Linked DNA regions of Mus musculus: region 2 is linked to region 1. The links are chromatin contacts, called in public HiChIP or PLAC-seq maps. All regions are on one chromosome and are shown on one strand. The core of a region is the stretch at or near the end of the contact, and the rest is flanking DNA. Distances in the headings are between cores, read along the strand shown.

Evidence for each region. HiChIP or PLAC-seq counts read pairs in DNA pulled down with a chosen protein or histone mark.
Region 2: a contact with region 1 is called in an H3K4me3 HiChIP or PLAC-seq map of bone marrow-derived macrophages, with 5 times the contacts expected there. The contact joins the promoter of Usp25 here to the enhancer-like site in region 1. A contact is called at or near these places in 2 of 39 promoter capture datasets (hematopoietic stem and progenitor cells and hippocampal neurons), 14 of 484 Hi-C or Micro-C datasets (CD4 T cells, CD8 T cells, DN3 thymocytes and 11 more) and 5 of 115 datasets of contacts at active chromatin or transcription factors (the 230-238 cell line, bone marrow-derived macrophages, large pre-B cells and 2 more).

The regions. Positions count from the first base shown.
Region 1 is chr16:76,355,732-76,360,279 of GRCm38.p6, forward strand. All of the region lies in intron 1 of Nrip1 (nuclear receptor interacting protein 1), which reads right to left. Among named protein-coding and RNA genes, the nearest start is that of Nrip1, 15 kb to the right of the region's middle. Within about 2 kb of position 2,575, at least 32 of the 459 cell types and tissues checked have an H3K27ac peak or open chromatin away from gene starts, as enhancers often do. A contact at or near this core is called in adipose-derived mesenchymal stem cells and bone marrow-derived macrophages, where this site is marked.
Region 2 is chr16:77,011,222-77,015,918 of GRCm38.p6, forward strand. It overlaps Usp25 (ubiquitin specific peptidase 25), which reads left to right and starts at 2,848. Exons shown (of 24, transcript NM_013918.2): 1 at 2,848-2,919. The coding sequence starts at 2,875.

The DNA.
Region 1 (4,548 bases), core at 1,325-3,824:
TTCACCTAAAGAAAGGAAAGTAAACTACACAGATGGGCTGTAAAATACGAATAGATAGATAGATAGATAGATAGATAGATAGATAGATAGATAGGTATATATAGATATATTAGATTCTTTTATTATCTATAGATATAATATATATTATATAGCTAATATATACATTAGATATATTAGCACCAACATAAAGCATCAAATGTTTGTTTGTTTGGGGTTTAATGTACTATCCCAGGAAACTGTCCCAAAATGCTTCTCTCAGTCAAGTCTCCTATATTTAATTTACTAAGCAAACCCTTTGACACTATGCCACCTAAACCAACCTTTTGCAATATAAAAATGACTTAGGGGAAGAGAAACGACACTACAAAAGCCGTGCTTCGTCACCTTCTCTCTGTAGAGAAGTGAAAACATGTTTAGCTCTATAAGAGGAAATTCTCGCACATAGTTTTTGATCAGAAGGAGTATGATGCTGAACTCAAACTCCCAGCACGGCTTCCTATGGACTTCCCTACAGCTTTCCATTGCGCTAACACCTCTGATGGCATGGGGCCCAGCCCACTGCAACCTAGGATCCTCTAGGAAGAACTGGGATGGGTTGAGTGCACACCTACCACGCTGTATGTCTAACTCGCTCCAATAGCATCAGATCACATACGTCACCTTCTCTTTTTCTGGATGCTCACGCCTGTGGAGGTCAGAAGCTGAGGCTGGGTGTCCATCGCATGTTCTGAGACAGAGGCTCTGCCTGAAGGTGGAGCGCACCAGCCCATCGTGCTGGTCTAGCTGGGCCCTGCGTCCACAGCCCAAGTGTTAAAAGACTGCAGGTTCTAAGCATCTGACTCCTTGTTCTCATGCTTACACGGCAAGCGCCTTGCTGACTGAGCCTCCTCCCTACCCCCACTGTGTCCTTTTAAAGTAATAAATTAGAAGGCTTTATTTGTATATATAAATTAATTTGCTTTGGATGAGCTTCGTTTTGAAATACAATTCAAGGTCAATTTTTAGCTTTACAAGAGGAATTTCTCTCTCTCTCTCTTTTTTAACCAGAACGGGTGTGAGGCTGAGTTCAAACTCCCAGCACTGCTTCCAGTGGACTTTGCTACATCTTTTTATTTGCACTAACACTTCCAGTGGCATTTTTGTTTTCTAATAAAAAGGCCACATTGTTTCTCTCGACACTTCTTCAAAGCCCACCTCACTGACAGTGGTTTAAGCTCCTAGCACATTGATTGTGATATTATCCTAAGTTCTAAAACAGCCACAAAATGTCAGGATTTTCCCACTCCTCGGACATTTACAAGACATAGATGCCAAGGTTTATAATCACAACTTGACCACCGTTTATTGTTAAATATTGGTATAACTGGAAACCAATTATCTTAACAGTATAGCATAGCTTTCTGGAAAGAAAAACATCACACAAAATGAAAAAGAAGATGAGGGAAAGTGATCTCCGGGTGTTGGATCATACTTAGAAATGGAATATTAAATGTGCATTCGTCTCTGCGTTCCGTGTGGAGAAGCATGGGTTGAAGAAAGGGGGCTGGGCCTATAACCCAGTTACACGGAAGTTCTGGCCGGCCTCTGCAGCGAGAAGGTGCACACGCCAATTCTGCATCACACGCTTAGACGACTGGAGCAAACTCCACCCACCGTGCCCGCATGGGGCTCTGACATTTTCCTTTTCCTTTTCTGTAGATCACAATGCTTCAACATCATAATGATCTATTTATCTGAAAGACTTTCCCTCTGGAACAGCCTAGGACACAATGCCACCATGCCTCTGGTAGGCACAGTGATCAATCAAGATTCCACCCCCTCCATGTGGCCCACAAACTATATCGTTCTGCTTGTTTCACACTACTGAAGCAAACGAAGATGATTCCTGTATACCAGGTCCAAACCTATACCTAACTCAAGCTACTATATGATATCAGCGATCATATTGTTATATATAAGAAGATGTAGGTCATTAGTTCCTAGCCATTGTACTACCTAGAATTAAATGGCTACATTTAAGACTCCCTAGTCTTAAAAGTTGCTTTCCCTGCCCAGCCCTTCATTGCTTGTCCCATGGAAATCCCAATAAACGCCAGCCCAGTCTCCTCCCTAGCTCCTCTTGGTGGCTCTGGGCAACATTGTTGCTTCCCCACACCACCAAGCCCTGAGCTTACATGTTCTGAGAAGCCATGAGCACAGTAACTTCTTCTTCTGAGCCACTTTCTCATTTCTCAATGACCATACATTCCTAACGAAGAACAGCGTGTGAGCAGGACGTGGAGACTTCTTTTATTTCTCTCTCCACCTTGTAAAACACATATAATGATATGGAGATAAGCCTCCCTTCTGCTTGCAAAAGAGGTGCCCAAGGAAAGCCGCCTGACAATTCTGTAAGCAAAAAGGAAATTCTAGACGGACGACGTCGCTCAGGTTAACACAAGAGAAAGCTATGACGCCGACTGGAAAGGCGAGGTCAAGAGAACTCCAGTTAGACGCACCTGCTATGGACTATGTTAAATCGTAATTTTGTCAAGGAGACACTCCCCTTCCCGCCTCACCTGCTCACCCACCCCTTTTGCATTCAGCTCCATAAACAGCAGTTATCCCCCATTATAAAACAGTCGACGGTTAAAGGACTGAGCCAACCAAGAGCGTACAATCTTCCATAACTGACATTTACAGCATCGGCCTTGGACTTCTAATCTTTCCCAGACGGGCACACAAATCAATCCATCAGCTCATAAAGGTGTGCTTTTTTAACCTCTAAATCAGATGGGATTGGCCAGAAGTGTCTGGCATGTCAAACTGCTAATCACTGCTGCCCTCGGCTTAGGTTGAGGCAGGGTTGCACTGTAACCGACATCAGCCTGTGGGAAACCCATTTAACTGTCACACACCCCTGCCACTCCTGCTAGCCCTTAATTAAGCCTAATGCCTTATGCTCTGACCTTTTGTTCCAGCCTATTAACCCTATCCAGTACAAGTTCAATTACGCTACACTAAAAACTTTGCTGTAAAATATTAAATGCCAAGCTCCAAAAACCATAAGGGGTATTATCTTAACTTTAGGTTCTGGGCACCATGATACTCAATGCATTTAAAAGGAAAAAAAAAATGAGTTCCCTTCTGAAGCCATGCTGATTTTTACAGAAGAACCCCATCTCCGTTCCACCAACCTCCTTATTTTATAAAAAGAACAATTCAGAAAACGTCAAATGACTCACCCATTCCACAGCTCTGCCACGGCTCTCAAACACCACGGTGTCTGTGATTAACAGCTAAACTACCATGGTCAGCATTACAGCATTAGGAAGACAATACTACTTTTCAGTATCTATTAGGAAAAGTTATAGATAATGGATGGATGGATGGATGGATAGAAAGGTAGATAGATAGATATTCCTGAAACACAATAAATCACAACTGCAATATAGTTTAGAAGTGATGTTTCCTTTCTCCTCCAAGAATTCCTCCTCTTCTGGACTCACTTCTTTTGCTTTTTAGAAACAATATCGCCATGGTCACAGAGGAATGTCAAGTACTGCAACACCCCCAAGGTAATATGCCGAAAGGTAATGTTTTTCTAACGTTCCATTGACAAGTTTGATTGAGCCAATAATTTGAGCTACAAAATGTAGAATCACCAGACAAACATACCGCTCATACACACACACACACATATATATATATATATATATATACATATATATATACATATATATATGTGTGTGTGTGTATGTGTGTGTGTTGTGTGTGTCTGTATATATATATGTATATGTGTGTGTGTGTATATATATATATATATGAATAGATCTTTTTTCTACACATGTAATTATGGATTTCTGTTCACTTACAAGAATCTCAAAAATCTGAACCAAGAAATATTAGAACTTCACAGCAGGCTAAATCAAACGCAGTCCAAGTTAGCATGCTCATTTTATACATAGCAACCTGTTTCTCATTCTCCTTCCGTATACCTCACACCACTACCAAAAAAAAAAAAAAAAAAACCTTCTTTATTGCTTTTACTGTAACATAACAATTAAAACACAATCAATGCCATAAAATGTAAAGTGTCTACAGCAACTGGATCAGAGGCATGTTAAGTTTAGTTTTGTGGGGCTGGAGAGATGATGACTTAGTGGCTAAACCTGCTTATAAAGAGGACCCAAGTTCTGGTCCCAGCACTGCATCTGACAGCTCACAACCTGGGAAAACTGCAGCTCCGGGGGACCCGAGGCTCGCTGGCTCACAGGGACCTTCACGCATGCTACAGATAAACTCACACAGACACACTCGCGTAACTATGAATAAAAATAAATAAAGATAACTTAGCTTTACCCTTTCAAAGGATTAAAACCAACGTTTTGCCATTTTGTTTGCTGCCAAAAGGACCTATTTTTAAACTGACATCTATATTAATATTCTTAACTACGTCGAATTCTCAACCTCAAGGTTTAAGGTAACCTTCTATTAAACGGAATAGGTATGTCTGCAGAAGCAGAGCCATTCAGATGTGTGCAAGCCCACTAATAATTCTACTCTGAA
Region 2 (4,697 bases), core at 1,598-4,097, 660 kb after region 1:
GATAATAGTGAATATTAGAAATATTGTTCTTTTCTCAATTGAAAAAGTAGATTTGGGGTTTGCCCTTAGCTTATTTGATGCTCACAAAGTAGAGTACCAAAGACTGGTGCATTAATTCTATGCCAGATTTCTTGGTTTATAGTCCCAGTGTGTAAGTAGTCTAGGATGCAGGGCTCAGCCTACATCTACCAAGGACCTTTGTGATGCACCACACATGGCAGAAGGTGTGTGTATGTGTGTGAGACGCGCGTGCACAAGATGTGACAAGAGAGGAAGGATTTTGTTTGTTCATAATACTCTTTTGATATTCACTCATTATTAATTAATTCACGATGGTAGAATTTTTATACCTTATTCACCTTTCCTGAGGCCTCAATTCCCAATCCTGTCACCGTGGACCTTAAGTCAGTATGCCCTGAGAAATCCTCAGATTATATCATGAGTAAACACTTGATTTGTATTTCATATAATTTTTCACCGAATATCAATCATGTAATGTAGTAGGGTACGAGTTCATATGCAATATTCTGTGACTCTACAGTTCCAGCTACCAGGTCTTTCAAAGCCTCTAAATACACGACAAAGGTCTAAATACATGAGCAGCAAAGCTGACAGATACGCAAATTCTCAAAAACGGGCTTTTGTACTAATTTATGTTAATTCACAAATTTCTGCTCTCCAATTATTCCAATTACAATCTTTTTAAAAAAGAAACACATATAAGTTAACCTACAAATAAGTTATCTCAAAATCATATACTTGGACAATTGACAGTGTGCCAAAAATCATTGAATGAGTAAGAAATCTTCAGAAATGAGCTGGAAATTAAATCTCTAGGTGGGCTATTAAACTTTTATCTACTAGGTAGGTACTAAAGATTTTAAAACTAAGACTAAATAATGAAACTCTGGGGAATTATTGTACTACCAAATTCCTGAAGTTAAAGTTGAATATCTGGCAATAGATTTAAAAAAAAACCATTGTAATAGTTTTTTCACATTAATTTTTAACTTTTTAAAAGCAGTGGTCCTGAAGATCAAATGTGTAGCTATGTGCTTCCATGCTTACTACTAGTGAGCAGTATCTCAAATCTCAGGTAATTTTTGTACTTTTGAATGGAAGAAAATGACCTTGTAAAACTCTCTCCCCTGTGGAGAATCACAAAGCTACTCTGTGAATGAGAAGTTACAGCGCTGAGGTCTCTAACTGTGGAAACGTAGCTCTGAGGTCCATTCTCAGACACGTGCTCTCCGGGTCTGTGTTCTCATAAACAGCATGTGCTCTGGAATTCTTGCAGTATCCATAAAATTCCTCACCTCCAATCATTTCACAACCTTTGTAGTCAAGGATTTAGGACCATGAATGAAGTCAAAATTTAAAATTTGTCAAACGAACATGACAAATACAAGGAAGGAATCACAAAAGAGGGTTGAAGACATCCCAAAGGAAGATTAGATGTGGTTATAAAGTACAAAGAGTTATTACAAGACTTTTTCCGAGTTATTATGATGATATAAGACCTGGTATTTCTTGGATTCTTTACCAAGCCTGCTTTTCTTGCCGTGGATTAAATTACAGTCTAACTTGTATGTGCACTGTATTATTGTATTTGTAACCCTGTGCTCATTAATCTACCCTCCCCTGGGTCTCGGTCTTACTCTGTCCCTAGTTTAGCTGGTGCAATTGAAGATATTTTACTTCCAGGTTTCTTACTTACTGTTAGGCTTTTCCTCCAATTCCGTTTACAGTAGACTATTCCACATACGGTAGTTAATCGTTTGTTTAATTTGGCAACAGGGATATTAGAATTATGCATCATCTAGGCAGTGATTCTTTCATAATGTTGTTTGCCTTATGTCTATTCATTTAGATTCTCTTCAGTAAATAAACCTTAAATCCCCAGTCTAGCAGTGACTGTCACACATTCCAGTGCATGAAATAAACACAGAATGTCAGTCCTGATGTATGTAACGAATAGTTGAGAAAAGTACAGTCCAGAAGGACTTCTAACAGCGTTCTGCTTATTTGACTTTTTTCTTCCAGCAGGTTCATGGCTTGTGAAATTCCTAGAAAGGCTTGGGTGACATAGGAAATAGCTGGAGTTCTGGGCCCGCCCAGGTTTTGGGACATTACAGGTATGGAAGGACGTTGATTGTTTTGGAGACCGTTAGACAGGAAGGTGATCTGGTATACCGTCCTATGGCTCTAGCCTCGACTGGGGGTCGGGGGGTCGCAATGTCAGAGTTTAGCAAGAGCCTTAAATGGTGCACAGTAACCTGCAGGATGGGCGGTTCTGGCCGTCCAGCCCGCGCGCTGAGAGGAGCTTAGACGGAGGGCGGGGCCCACCAGGGGGCGGGGCAGCAACACAGCCCCTCCTTCCGCTCCCGCGGGTCACAATGTAGGGTTAGGACGGGTGGGGCGGGGCAGAGCGGGGGCGGGGCAGGAGGGCGGGGCGGGGGCGGTGACCGCGGCGAGGGAGGGGCTGGAGGCGGAGTCGCGGCGGCCGGAGGACAGCGCCATTCCGGGTGGCCGCTCCCTCCGTCCGCTTGCCGCCGGCCCGCAGTGGTCCCCCCGGAGCGGTCAGGCGAAGCTGAGTGCGAACGCGTGACGCGGCCCGGCTTGATCGTGCTCTCCGTCGCCTGCGCCCATGGGCCGGGCCGCCGCGGCTCAGCGGCGCTGAGGATCGGGGCGCAGAGGACCTGAGGCGGCCGCGGTGGCGCTCTCCGGTAGCGTCTCGCCGCTTGCCCGCGGGGCCCGCGTTCGCCCGCCGCCATCGCCTTCGCGCCCGGCTGGCGGGGGCGCCGTCCTCCCGGGCCGTCCGCGTCGCTGCCCCGGGCCCGGTAGAGCGCGACAGGCGGGGCCGCCGCGGGGGCCATGACCGTGGAGCAGAATGTGCTGCAGCAGAGCGCGGCGCAGAAGGTGAGGCGCGGGCTGGTCGCCGCTCCTCGACGGGCCGCGTGGCCTCCCGGCCGGCCGGGCCACTCCGGGAGCGTCGCGCTCGGTCCCGCGGGGCTGCGTGCGGAGCGGGGTGTGCAGTAGTGAGAGGCTTCGCGTCCACTCCCTTCTGCGGATTGCTCTCCCAGAACCGACGGCGCCGCGTCCCCAGAGTGACCCCCGCATTCCTCCAGTACTCACTCTGCCAGGCTTTGTAATTAAACTTTCTTCTCCTTCGCTTCCTTTTCCAGTCCCTTTTCTTCTGCAAGAATGTCACTTGTCACCCCTTTTGGACAGTTTCTCTTTCGGAGGTCTTATTGTGCCAGGCCTGCTGTTCTGGGGAAAAAAAAACCGGACCTCCCCAAAACGAATTACCTGTCTTCCAGGGCAGGTACATCGCATCGACCCAGGGTGGAATCTGTACAAGTAGAGTGTTTGGTTGGTTATTCTTTCTTTTCTTTATTTTATTCTCTCTTGGATCTAGAAAGTATCTCGCGCGTAAGGAGACCTTTATGGCTGTTACTCAAATCTTTTGTCCCCTAAGTTTGACCTTGCTCTCTTGTTCGTTCTTTACTCTAGCATCAGTTTCACGCAGAGTTAGGGGGGTCATCACATATTGTTTCTCGAACAGTATCTTGCTAGTTCTAGGTTTTACTTTAAGAATCTTTAAAAGCTCCAGCATAGCTTGCTCCATGTCCTGAAGAGCAGACGGTCATTACTTGTTCTGCCCTCCCCCCTCCCCCCTTATTGGTGTGAAAAGCATTTTGAGCACCGGGGAAATGTTGGCTTAGTTGAATTCTAATTGTAGGAGCAATTAGGTATACAGTGAACAGCCAGAGCCTCCTTTGGCTCATCGGTGTGAGTAATGGATGCCACACCCTGCTGTAGTTTTGACACTAGGTACTTGCTGTAAAGCCTACCTGTGCTTGTCTTTAAAGTGAGGCCTGTTGTACTAAAAAATAGACCAATACCTTCAAACAGCCCCCCCCCCCCGTTTTTTTCTTTTTGTCATTAAAATAGTTTTAGCATTTTATGTTCCTTGAGATAACCAAAGATGTCAGAGAATGTTGGAAAGTAGGGATAGTGCATTGTTATTTTAGACACTTTGGTTAAAGTTGGTTTTGGAGCCTATTTTAGTCTATGCTTCTTGCACATTGAGACGATTATGGTGAACTGTGATGTAGTTTGTAATGTGGCAGAAGAATTCAAGACTGAATAACAATAACGAAGAAAACAGTTGGCCTCCCAATTCTGTATGTTGTTCCTAGAACACTATAATCTTTAGATGTTGATGTTGAATGTGTGCTGTAGTTTTGGTTGGAAGGTCATGGGATCTTTGGCATGTTAAGCAATAGGCTCAGTAGCATTTTCTTTATACTCATTTTGCATTTTAAAACGTCTTTATCTCAAAGTGGGAAAAGTTGCTGTCTTTTTTGCTTCTCTTAAACTTCAAGATTGCAAGGACTTTATGGGTTTTGTCTTTCGTTTTGACTAAACCACTTCTTTGCATAGTCAGATAACTACCTTGATGGCTCAGAACTGTATACATAAGTCTGTAGAATCAAGAATCAAATTACTGAAAGTTAACTTTGTTTTCTAGTCCAATATTCATGCTTAATAAGCCTCCTCTCCCCTAAGAGAATATTCTCTAATTCAAAATATTAACATTGTGATGCTGTTTTTAGCATGTGTTGAGTATGTTAAATCATTTCACTGATAATTGGTGAATGCTTTTAGAGCAACATCATATATTTTTGTACACC